2 separate regions of the Rattus norvegicus genome follow, and region 1 is linked to region 2. The links are chromatin contacts, called in public Hi-C maps. All regions are on one chromosome and are shown on one strand. Each heading gives the region's core, a stretch centred on a gene start, on an enhancer-like site or on the middle of the called end of the contact. The rest is flanking DNA. Distances are from core to core; before and after follow the strand shown.

What was found. A called contact is a pair of places that touch in the nucleus more often than the background predicts.
Region 1: a Hi-C map of hepatocytes shows a contact between it and region 2, with 4 times the contacts expected there. The contact joins two enhancer-like sites. A contact is called at or near these places in 3 of 12 Hi-C or Micro-C datasets (the A7r5 cell line, hepatocytes and mammary epithelial cells).

What each region holds. Positions count from the first base shown.
Region 1 is chr20:11,489,671-11,496,059 of GRCr8, reverse strand. The region is part of intron 2 of Col18a1 (collagen type XVIII alpha 1 chain); the gene reads right to left. Among named protein-coding and RNA genes, the nearest start is that of Col18a1, 19 kb to the right of the region's middle. Within about 2 kb of position 3,434, at least 5 of the 93 cell types and tissues checked have an H3K27ac peak or open chromatin away from gene starts, as enhancers often do. A contact at or near this core is called in hepatocytes, where this site is marked.
Region 2 is chr20:11,126,233-11,132,449 of GRCr8, reverse strand. Slx9 (SLX9 ribosome biogenesis factor) reads right to left here. Exons shown (of 6, transcript NM_001008307.2): 3 at 879-947. Among named protein-coding and RNA genes, the nearest start is that of Slx9, 15 kb to the right of the region's middle. Within about 2 kb of position 1,624, at least 27 of the 93 cell types and tissues checked have an H3K27ac peak or open chromatin away from gene starts, as enhancers often do. A contact at or near this core is called in hepatocytes, where this site is marked.

The sequences.
Region 1 (6,389 bases), core at 2,185-4,684, 360 kb before region 2:
AGTGATGATGCTACACTACAGACTATCACGATTTCTCACACGGTTCCCTGAGGTGGAGGTAAGAAAGGCAATACTCGCCTCAGGGAAGAAAGGACAGACAGGGCTCCAAGAGAGTCTCTGCAGATACGGACACTACTGTGGGACTACCGCAGTCTCCATCCAAGAGGTAGAGTGGGTGGTAAGTCCCCAAGACTGCAGCTCACCCAAGGCGACATCCTCACCACATCCATTGAGGAAACCCATGGTTTCAAGAACATCACAGACAAGGGCACAGGATGATACCAGAGCCCTGAAAGGCAAGCTCACACCAGGCCAAGCCTGGTCGAGACTATTTCACGGCCTGTGTTGGAGAGAGCTGGGCCAGAGCCTCAAACTTGCTGTACAGAGTAGAATGGTCAGCCAACCTGTACGCCTAGAAGAAAGTCACAGCCCAATTCCCCAGCAGATGCTGTAGTTCTCCAGGCCATGTCTCCTCTGGGTAGTTGGCACCCCGAGGGACAGGCTGGGCAGCCCAGTGAGCGCCCGGGTCCATGCTCTCTGGCCCATCAGAGTTTAAGCAGAGTGTCCCCAAGCTGACAGAACCTGCCATCTCTCCATCTCCAGATGCCGATCCCCACCCTTGGGGGCCACAAAGAGGAACTGACTCTGCCTGGGAACTTCTACCCTAAGGCACTCTTGGGTACCTGATGGCTTAGAGTCAAAGTGCCTGCCCACTCGCTCCCCCGATGGCCACTTTGAGAATCAGAGGCTGGCCATGTTATGGAGACAGACAGGGGGCATGTTTCTCAAAGTTGAAAAGAAAGTCCCTGAAACTTCCTCTAGGAAGGACCTGCTGGCCCATCAGGGCACAGCTACATTCTCCATGTTTACCGGGTCCTTTAAGGCTCCTCTGTCTGGTAAGATACAATGCCAAAGCTGCTACTGACCCTAGGCTAAGCCTTTTACACTGGGTGTGGCCCTACTAAGAGACATTTAAAAGGCCACACTCTTGCTTCACCTCTGCCACATGGGCCGTCCAGTCCCTCGGCCATTTGTGGATGGCTGGCCCTCCCTGGAACACTGGTCAGCCCAGGGCAGTAAGGGGTCTCCCTGTTTTATGGTCTCAAAGTACAGCAACTCCTCACTTAAAAGTGGAGGCTGGGGTCCGGCTCCTCCCTCCCTGCCTCCCCCAGCATGTTGAAGGCAGCCCAGGCTCAACTCTGTTAACTAATGCCACGTGGTGAAGCTCTCAGCCACGAGGGCCCTGCTCACACACTCGCTGGGCGGCTCCTGCGAGTCACAGGATACATTAGACATGGCGTCACCAATGAAAGCAACCACACGGCTTCGCTGTAAAGAAACTTCAACCTTCACAAAGCGCCCATCCAAAGCAAGTGGCTGAAGAAACTGATGCTGATTTACACCCAGGCCAGGAGCAGGCAACTGCAGAAACACCAGGAAGGAGGCGGGATGAGGCATACTCAACCATTTCCCACACTCCCCTATGCCTGAGGAAACACGGAAACCAGCCACAGTTGGGGAGGGACCCAGGCAACAGGTCCACCATCAGGGTAGGTCTTAGGGTTTCTATTCCTGCACAAAACATCATGCCCAAGAAGCAAATTGGGGAGGAAAGGGTTAATTCAGCTTACACTCCCACATTGTCACCAAAGTCAGGACAGGAACTCAAGCAGGGCAGGAACCTGGAAGCAGGAGCTGATGCAGAGGCCATGGAGGGATGTTTCTTACTGGCTTGCTCCCCCTGACTTGTTCAGCTTGCTCTCTTATAGAACCCAGGACCACCAGCCCAGGGATGGCTCCACCAACAGTGGGCTAGGCCCTCCCTACTTTAATCACTAACTGAGAAAATGACTTATAGCTGGGTCTCACAGAGGCATTTCCTCAAGGGAGGCTCCTTTCTCTGTGATAACCCCAGCTTGTGTCAAGTTGACACAGGAAACCAGGTGAGACCTTGACTCTTCACACAAGGTGGCAGGCGCTAACGGACTGCTATGTGATCTCAAACGAGGACATGTCTTGATAAGATCTTGGGCATCTGTCCTTTCTCTGTCGTCTCCCTCCATCTCCCCTCCCCCTCCCCTTCCTCTGATGTGAATAGGGTTTAAAACTGGAACCCAAGTTCGAATCGAGACTTGGTCATTTGTTTGGGGATCCTGAGAAGAGCCCTCAGCTCTCAGTCTGGTCTGGTCACTGTGGGGAATTGGGAGTGGCATCTCCCCCCCACACACACTTGAGACATGCAACAGGCAGTTCTAGAAGCTTCCTTCTATTTGGTTTCGAACCTGGGACAAGGGCAGAAGTACATACTCACATATCAAAGCAGACCTGGCCTCCATGTTCTCCCAGCATCCCTTGGTCCCTACCTCGCATACCCTGGCTCCAACTCTGAACTTTTCAGCTCAGGGGCTCTTCCCTACATAATCCAGACATTTTGGGGTCTCTTTCTGTCTCCCCCCCCTTACCTCTTCTTCCCCCCTCCCTCCCTCCTTTCTCCTCATCTCCCTCCTCCTCTTCCTCTTCTTCTTCTTCCTCCTCCTCTTCTTCTCCCTGTCTCTCTCTCTCTCTCTCTCTCTCTCTCTCTCTCTCTCTCTCTCCCTCTCTTTCCTTATCTCTCATCCCTCTCCATGAATTAATTCCCTTTCTCTCCCTCCCCATTGCTCTCCCCATGGGGACTTCCCTGGCCTCAGTCCCTCGGGCAAGTTCCCTGGCTTCCCAATAAACCTACATTTAATGTAATCTGGCTTGAATTGGCTCATTTCACCAGCGATGGGAGAAATAACCTGTCAACTTCCTATCGCCTTAAACCCAGAGCCCGCAGCCCCCATTCCTCTCTCACCAGTAGACAGACCTATAGAGGCAGGGATCTCGACAGGTGGAGAACCTGGGGGTGTTACATGAGGGTGCCTGCAAGACCTCCCCACTCTAGTGGGACTCCCTCCCTCCCAGGGCACCTCACGCTGCTGCACATTGAATACACAGGACAGTAGTGGGAAGATGGCAGGTTCTACATGAGGAACAGGGAGGTTAACTGAGAACTCATGCAACAGGGCTACAGACACCCATGCTATGTCTTCGTCCAGCTGCTCCCTCACCAGAGAAAAGCAAGCTGGAACTGTGAGGCCTTACCAGCCAATGCCAAGGCCCATGAGGGAGCATGAGTCTATCCAGACACCTGAGGAACTACAAGACAGGTCAGGTGCTACCTGGAGATACTGCACCTCCCACAGGTCAGTCCTAGCCATGCGGGCCCGGCTCCTGCGGGACAGCAACGATGACCTGACATGACAGCTCCACTCTGCCCATCTGAACCAATGGGGAGCCACTGCAACCACCACCTACCGCATGAGCACCAAACCAGTGTCCTGGCCTGGGGAGCTGGGTATAAGGACCGTGCAGACTTCTGGTCAGAGCAGATTCAAACTGGCCAGCTTGAGGTCATGCCTTTGGGGACATCATAGCCTGGAGGGTTAATGGGTTATTCTTCAACAGGCTCCTGCCTCACCTGTTAATGTTTGACAGGAGTGCTGGTCGGGAGCTTGGCAGTGATGGTGACTCAGTGGCCTAGAGCCCTCGGCTTTGTGCCACATCTAGGGAGAAGATGGGGGTATACTAGGTAGACACAGACTCGAAGGAATGAGGCCACATTCCACAGAAGTCAAAGGCCCAGCTTAAGCATGACTGACAGGGGGTCCCATACCATTCTCCCTCCTGAGCTCTAGCAGTTCCAACTAGGTACCCATTTCAGCAAAAGATGGTGGCCCAGCTGACGCTAACTGATGATATCGGACAGGCACACAGTGATTCTCTACTCCCCTAAGCTCAGTTTGTCTGGTGGATAAGGAAAAGGAGCCGCGGAACACCACAATTAAGTACCGGTTGGGGGATGACTTGGTGCTAATCTCTATGCCCGATATCTGGTTGCAATACAGATGATGGCATACTGGGTCTCAAAGTTATGTAAAAATTGTTTTCCATCACCTCCGATTGGTTAATAAAGAACTGGCCAGCCAATTAGCTGGGCAGAAGAGAATAGGGCGGGACATCCGATCCTGGTGGTGGTGGTGATGGTGATGGTAGTGGTGAGACCAGAGAAATAAAGGAGAAGTATGTAGACACTTTGTAGATGGACCAGGACTCATCAGGAGGTGGTGATGTGGACACACATGGACCAGAACCAGCCAGGGTTCTGATTACAGGTAAAACAACCTCTTGGCTGGGAAATAGGCTGTCTTAGAGGGTTAGAATAGTTTAGAACCTGCCCAGCTCAGTGCCAGCAGCTGTCTGTGTCTTTCACTCAAGAGCTAAAATGAAATAGAAAGGCATAGGAATACCCAGAGTCACAGAACTGCTGCCCTGTCATGAACAGATAGTCCGGCCCTTACATCCTCCCGACCCTCTGCCTCTGGAAGACTTGTGGACTCAGGTATTGAACACACTAAGTCCTGAATTGCATACATTAAGGATGAACGTATGTATGCACACATGTGCTAATGTGGGATGAGATGAAGGTTACCATGCAGTGGGCAGCATAGAACATGAAGAAAATCCCCGCAAGTTTTACACATGTGACCGACAGGGCTGGCTTTAGAGATCTATATGGTTTGAATAGGCATGGCTCCCACAGACTCATGAGTTGGAATGATTGCCCCGTAAGGGGTGGCACTATTAGGAGGTGTGGTCTTGTTGGAGGAAGTGTGTCACTGTGGGGGCGGGCTGTGAGGTCTCAGAGGCACAAACAAGCTAGGTCCAGTGTGGTTCCGTTTCCTTCTGCTGCCTGCTGAGCAAGTAGAACCCTTATCTCCTTCCTTAGCACAGTATCTGCCTGCATTGCTGCCATGTTTCCCACCATGACAAGAAGGGACTAAACTTCTGAAACTAAGCCAGCCCCAGTGAAGTCATGGTGTCTCTTCACAGCAATAAGACCCTAACTAAGGGGCTGGAGAGATAGCTCAGCGGTTAAGAGCACCGACTGCTCTTCCAGAGGTCCTGAGTTCAATTCCCAGCAACCACATGGTGGCTCACAACCATCTGTAATGGGATCTGATGCCCTCTTCTGGTGTGTCTGAGGACAGCGACATGTATTCACATAAATACTATAAATAAAATAAATCTTAAAAACAAACAAACAAACAAACAAAAAAACAAAACCCTAACTAGGACAAGATCCCAAAGACAGGAGACTGAAGAGGTAGCTCAGTCGGTAAAAATGTGAGGACTAAGTTTGATCCCCAAAACCCCACTAAAATGTTGGTTGTAGCAGTACACACTTATAATCCCACTGCGGTGAAACAGAGACAAGGCTAGTGGTGCACACCTTTAATCCCAGCAGTAGGAAGGCAGAGGCAGGTGGATCTCGGAGTTTGGGGCTAACCTGGTCTACAGAGTGAGTTCTAGGACAGCCAGGGCTACATAGAGAAACTCTGTCTCAAACACAACGGATAAAACAAAAACAAAGAAAATAATCAGAAACAAAAAAGAAGGTGGGAAGCACCTGAAGAATGACCCCTGGTTGACTTCTGGCCTGACAGGCACATTCACGAGCATCTGCACACGAGTGCACCCATGCACACATGTGCACCCATGCACACACGTGTACCTACACGCTTAACAAAGAAACCCCAGAGGAACACATTGAGGACAAGTGTCTCGGGACAGCAGCTCCTGAAACTTTAGGGCCTGAGGGTTTTGTTTCACCCTGTTTTGTTAGCCCAGGCTGGCTTGGAATTCAAGGCAATCCTCCTGCCTCAGCCGCCCAAGTGCTGGGATGACAGGGGCGCACCATCACACGTGGCAGGGTCTTGGAGTTTGAAAGTTACCCTCAATTCATCCGTCTGGTTGCTTGACTCTTTGGGAGGTGAATGAATGAATGAATGAATGAATGAATGAATGAATGAAAGAAAGACAATGGAAGCTGTCTGACCCTGAAAATCATGAGCTTCCTTCTGGCCAGCAGTTGACCACCATTCCTGCTGCACCATCTACCCATACCCACTCCTGGCTGTCCATCTCCCAAGCTGCCTCCTCCCTGCCTTCCCAAGGGTCCTGACCCACACAAGGGTTGTGAGCCACCCTGTTTAGTCTGTGTGTGTCTTCATGGCTCTGTCTCTCCTAGCCAACTGATGTTGACCCCATCCAGAACCTCCGTTAGAACAACCTAACTGTTTATAGAAACTCTTTGGTCATGGACGCAGCAATAAGTCCCTATGTAAGGGGCACGGATGCCTGACACACGATTTGAGCGGTAGCCTTGCAGTGGCAAAGGCCTGTGAGGGCCACATTGCCTGCCTGAGATGATGTCCAGTCCTGAGGTAAACGCCCGGTCCCGCATAGAGCCTGCTATCTGTCTGTCATCCTTCTTCAAGGAGCCTGCAAAGTGTGATGTGGGACAG
Region 2 (6,217 bases), core at 375-2,874:
GAAAAGTTACCTTATTTTCAAGAAAAAAAAAAATAAGGTAAACCGTATGTAAGAACACGAAGATGAAACTGTCCTGAATTAACTCCCAGAGTTGGCGGAAACACACTAAGAAGAAAGATAACGGCTAAGAGAAAAAGTATAAAGCAGTCATTTTCAAGTAAACACAAGAAAACACTTAGGAAACGTTGCACATGATCAGCTTTGTGGAACATGACTGCCTACTGCAGACAGAGCGAGGGGAGAGCTGCGCCATCTGCTCCAGACGCTTGGCTGGAAACCGAGGCCCAACTTAACCTCAGACGTGTCAGGAGCTGCCTTCCTCCTGCGATCCCACGGCTGCAAGACAGGGGCCCAAAGATCAGGAGCTCAAGGTCAGGCTTGGCTACCCACAGTTAGGCTGGGCTGCACCATGTGGACTCTATCAGAAAACGACAGGAAGCGAGCTCACACAGACCTGAGGGAGCAGCAGACGGTGACCTGTGCACGGGGGCTCTGACCCACAGTGTACCCGTTCTCTCTGCAGTTAAAGCTCTCATCAGGCCCAGACAGGCCTCTTTCACCCCAGGGGATGGAGAACAACAACTTCCTCTGCACGGGAGGAAGAGAGGAGGCTGCAGAGGCTCGCACACGGGTCTGCGCCCTCTCTAGGGACAGATCGCCTCGTGCTGCCCTGTTGCCGACTCTCTATGTGGCCGAGAGAAGCCAGCCACTGATGCTGCTTCTAACGCTTCCTAGTGAGCCCTCCTGGATCCCATCAGGGTCTCAGAGGACAAGGACACGACCAGCCTCCATGGGGTCCACGTTCATCCATACGACACAGGCATGTGAATGAGAACGGGGCAGGTGTGGCTAACTCACAAGATGAGGAAAGAACTTACTCTGTAGCCATCGCTCACGGCGAAGCTTCAGCTTTTCCTTCTTAGGCACAATGGCCTTTGGCTCTGCACCTGAGGAGAGAGCACAGGGAAATGAGGTCAGTGTCTGCTCATCCCTGCTAGGCTCAGTGACAAGGCAGACTGAGCGAGCACCCAGGTGATCGACAGCCTCGGGCTCCATGCAGCAGTGGGTCCCTGTGGGCTTTAACACTGTAAGGTTCTGCGGGCCCCCCCTGGCCCCAGTGTATTTGGGGAATGTGAGGATGCACGGTGCCAACACCAGGTCCTGGACATGAAATGCCTTCTTCCCCTTGCCAGCATTAGCACACAAGCATGAACACAACGTGCCTGCGACTCCTCCTGTCCTCAAGGCACCTCCCATCCCTGGAACACGGCCTACAGCCTCTCACCTCCGCCTCTCCAGCCTCCCTTTTGGTGGTAGCCTCCCTGCCTGGTTTTGTCCTCTCTTCCTTATGCTCCTGGCCTCAAATAACCCGCTGTGGTGTACTGATGGGCACATCCCTACTGTAACGGCTGAACCGTGTTCCAGATCCACGGCTGCAGTGCTGACGCTTGGTTCTTTAGAATAGGATGGCGGGCAGCCAGGCCTGGAAGCTCGTGCCTTTTATAACCCTAGCACTCAGAAGGCCCAGGGAGGGGAACTGCCTGAAGTTTGAGGCCAGCTTGGGCTACAATACTGGATATAATCTGACCAGCTGCTTTGAGTTCCTGTGGCCTTCATGACCCTGAGGTAATGGGACTATAACCTGGAATTCTGAGCCAAATGAACCCTTTCCCCTTCATGCTGTTTTGGACAGGCGATTTCATCACAGACACGGGGACAAAACTGGGGCTGGAGAGGTGACCCAGTGGTTAAGAGCCCTTGTTCTCCCACAGAACCCGGGTTCAGTTCCCAGCTACTGCATGGCAGTTCACAACCATCCGTAACTCCAGTTTTAGGGGATCTAATACCTTCCTCTGACTCCCACAAGCACTGTGCATACGTGGTGCACTTCCATACTTGCAGGCTAAATACCAATAGAAACAAAATGAATTGAACAAACCAAAATTTTGAAGGCACACACAGGTCCGCACACGAAGGTGGTCTAAATACAGCAAGGTCACTTTACAGATGAAATGAGACCATCAAGGTAACGTTTTCTTAGATCAGTACCATGAGACAGGTGCACTCAAAGGGAAGATCATGCAGAGAGAGAGAGGACACCATCTGCCCACCAAAGAGGACCAGGAGACCTAGGCCCTCCATCACAACTGTGACAAAATTCTCCAAACCATGGCGACAATAATGTACCAAGCCCTCTGAATCTGTAGTATTGCCATCCAAGTCAAGTTCACCTCCTTAGACACTGGTCTGTAGTGTTATCATCCGAGTCAAGTCCACCTCCTTAGACACTGGGTCTGTAGTGTTGCCACCCGAGTCAAGTCCACCTCCTTAGACACTGGGTCTGTAGTATTGCCACCCAAGTCAAGTCCACCTCCTTAGACACTGGGTCTGTAGTATTGCCACCCAAGTCAAGTCTACCTCCTTAGACACTGGGTCTGTAGTGTTGTCACCCGAGTCAAGTCCACCTCCTTAGACACTGAGTCAGTATTGTCACCCAGGTCAAGTCCACCTCCTTAGACACTGGGTCTGTAGTATTGTCACCCGAGTCAAGTCCACCTTCTTAGACTCGATGAGGAACCAGGCAGGGAAAGGCCTTGTATAGACTGCCAGTCTCTGCTGGTCACCACTGCAGGCAGAGGGTCTCTCCGAGGCTGAGTGTTTACTTGCCTGGGGACATTTAAGAACACAAGTGGAGGGCTGGAGAGATGGCTCGGCAGTTAAGAGCACTGACTGCTGGGGCTGGGGATTTAGCTCAGTGGTAGAGCGCTTACCTAGGAAGCACAAGGCCCTGGGTTCAGTCCCCAGCTCCGAAAAAAAGAACAAAAAAAAAAAAAAAAAAAAAAGCACTGACTGCTCTTCCAGAGGTCATGAGTTCAATTCCCAGCAACCACATGATGGCTCACAACCATCTGTAATGAGATCTGGTGCCCTCTTCTGGCCTGCAGTCACATATGCAGGCAGAATGCTGTACATAAAATAAATAAATTAAAAAAAAAAAAAAAAAAAAAAAGACCCGCGGATCCCGGCCCGCAGCAGCTCTCTGCTCCCAAACCCCGTGGGAGAGAGACCTCACCGCCTGATCAGGTGGGCACTCCTGAGGCTGCAGAGCGGAGGAGACCACCAACACTGCCCACCCCTGCCCACATCCCTGGCCCAAGAGGCAACTGTATAAGGCCTCTGGGTTCCCGTAGGGGAGGGCCCAGGAGCGGCAGGATCCCTGCGCCTGAGACACCGCCAGAACCTGAAGGAAACAGACCGGATAAACAGTTCTCTGCACCCAAATCCCGTGGGAGGGAGAGCTAAACCTTCAGAGAGGCGGACACGCCTGGGAAACCAGAAGAGACTGCACTCTGTGCACATCCAGACGCCAGAGGAAAACACCAAACGCCATCTGGAACCCTGGTGCACGGAGGCTCCCGGAAAGAGCGGCGCAGATCTTCCCGGTTGCTGCCGCCGCGGAGAGGACTTAGGCAGTACCCCACGAGCAAACTTGAGCCTTGGAACCACAGGTAGGACCAACTTTTCCCCTGCAAGAAACCTGCCTGGTGAACTCAAGACACAGGCCCACAGGAACAGCTGAAGACCTGTAGAGAGGAAAAACTACACGCCCGAAAGCAGAACACTCTGTCCCCATAACTGGCTGAAAGAAAACAGGAAAACAGGTCTACAGCACTCCTGACACACAGGCTTATAGGACAGTCTAGCCACGGTCAGAAATAGCAGAACAAAGTAACACTAGAGATAATCTGATGGCGAGAGGCAAGCGCAGGAACCCAAGCAACAGAAACCAAGACTACATGGCATCATCGGAGCCCAATTCTCCCACCAAAGCAAACACTGAATATCCAAACACACCAGAAAAGCAAGATCTAGTTTCAAAATCATATTTGATCATGATGCTGGAGGACTTCAAGAAAGACATAAAGAACTCCCTTAGAGAACAAGTAGAAGCCTACAGAGAGGAATCGCAAAAATCCCTGAAAGAATTCCAGGAAAACACAATCAAACAGTTGAAGGAATTAAAAATGGAAATAGAAGCAATCAAGAAAGAACACATGGAAATAACCCTGGACATAGAAAATCAAAAGAAAAGACAAGGAGCTGTAGATACAAGCTTCACCAACAGAATACAAGAGATGGAAGAGAGAATCTCGGGAGCAGAAGATTCCATAGAAATCATTGACTCAACTGTCAAAGATAATGTAAAGCGGAAAAAGCTACTGGTCCAAAACATACAGGAAATCCAGGACTCAATGAGAAGATCAAACCTAAGGATAATAGGTATAGAAGAGAGTGAAGACTCCCAGCTCAAAGGACCAGTAAATATCTTCAACAAAATCATAGAAGAAAACTTCCCTAACCTAAAAAAAGAGATACCCATAGGCATACAAGAAGCCTACAGAACTCCAAATAGATTGGACCAGAAAAGAAACACCTCCCGTCACATAATTGTCAAAACACCAAACGCACAAAATAAAGAAAGAATATTAAAAGCAGTAAGGGAAAAAGGTCAAGTAACATATAAAGGCAGACCTATCAGAATCACACCAGACTTTTCGCCAGAAACTATGAAGGCCAGAAGATCCTGGACAGATGTCATACAGACCCTAAGAGAACACAAATGCCAGCCCAGGTTACTGTATCCTGCAAAACTCTCAATTAACATAGATGGAGAAACCAAGATATTCCATGACAAAACCAAATTTACACAATATCTTTCTACAAATCCAGCACTACAAAGGATAATAAAGGGTAAAGCCCAACATAAGGAGGCAAGCTATACCCTAGAAGAAGCAAGAAACTAATCGTCTTGGCAACAAAACAAGGAGAATGAAAGCACACAAACATAACCTCACATCCAAATATGAATATAACAGGAAGCAATAATCACTATTCCTTAATATCTCTCAATATCAATGGCCTCAACTCCCCAATAAAAAGACATAGATTAACAAACTGGATACGCAATGAGGACCCTGCATTCTGCTGCCTACAGGAAACACACCTCAGAGACAAAGACAGACACTACCTCAGAGTGAAAGGCTGGAAAACAACTTTCCAAGCAAATGGTCAGAAGAAGCAAGCTGGAGTAGCCATTCTAATATCAAATAAAATCAATTTTCAATTAAAAGTCATCAAAAAAGATAAGGAAGGACACTTCATATTCATCAAAGGAAAAATCCACCAAGATGAACTCTCAATCCTCATCTTCGGTTGGTTTATATACAAGTGTGCAATTTCTAGGCTTGAACGTAAAATGATGCTATCTGGTGCTGGATAGAGGAGCCTTATTTTTTATTATGGCAGCTTGCTATTTTTGTAATATGGTGATTTGGTTGAACACATTAAAGTACAGTAGTAACTGATCTCCCCCTCTTCCTGGATGAGTGAGGAGATGATTAAATGTTGATGTCAGCATCCATGAGCATATTCAGATGAGCTTCTGCTTCTGTTGAAAAGGATGCTGTGTTTGATTGTGGTCCGAAGCTTTGAAGCACTACTTGGCATCTCCTTCCTTGGAGGTCTCACTGTTTAAACATAACAGATTTGATAGCTTGTTGGTAAGGTGAGGTCCAGCTTGTCTCCACTAGGTCATCTTCATGTGAATCCGGTGGTTATACGGTTTTGTTCTAGGGATATTTCATTTTTTTTAATAACGGTTTTAGCTGACATTCATGGAGAGAATGAATCCTTAGAAGTGTGCCACTAGTGAAAGGAAATCCTGTCTAGAGTATGTTTCTTTACAAAGCTGTGTCACACCATCCTTTGGGCCCTCTGCTGGAAAAGTAGAATCAAGTCTCAAATAATGCCTTTTAAATTGTATCCTCTAGTATTATAGATGTAGGACAGTACTGTATCATACCTCTGTGGATGTAAAATAGCTTGTACCTGCTTTATGATACGTAGTAGTGACCGTGCTTTATCAGAGCTGTTTTTAATGATGTTGCTCAGAATGTTTTCTTTCCAGATGATGATTGAGAAGCTAATTTAAAAAAAAATGGTGCCAGGTACCACAAGAGTAACAGAACTGTGCTGTTTTCTCGGGTTTTGTTTTTTTACTTTTTTTTTTTAATGGAGTGTGCTGGATGTCTCTACAGTTTTGGTCAGATGACTGCAGAACCTGGAAAAGCTGTTGCTGCTGTTGATGCATAACACACTGCTATTATTGGTCTTTTTATATAAATATAAATATATATATACAGATATATAATTTGAA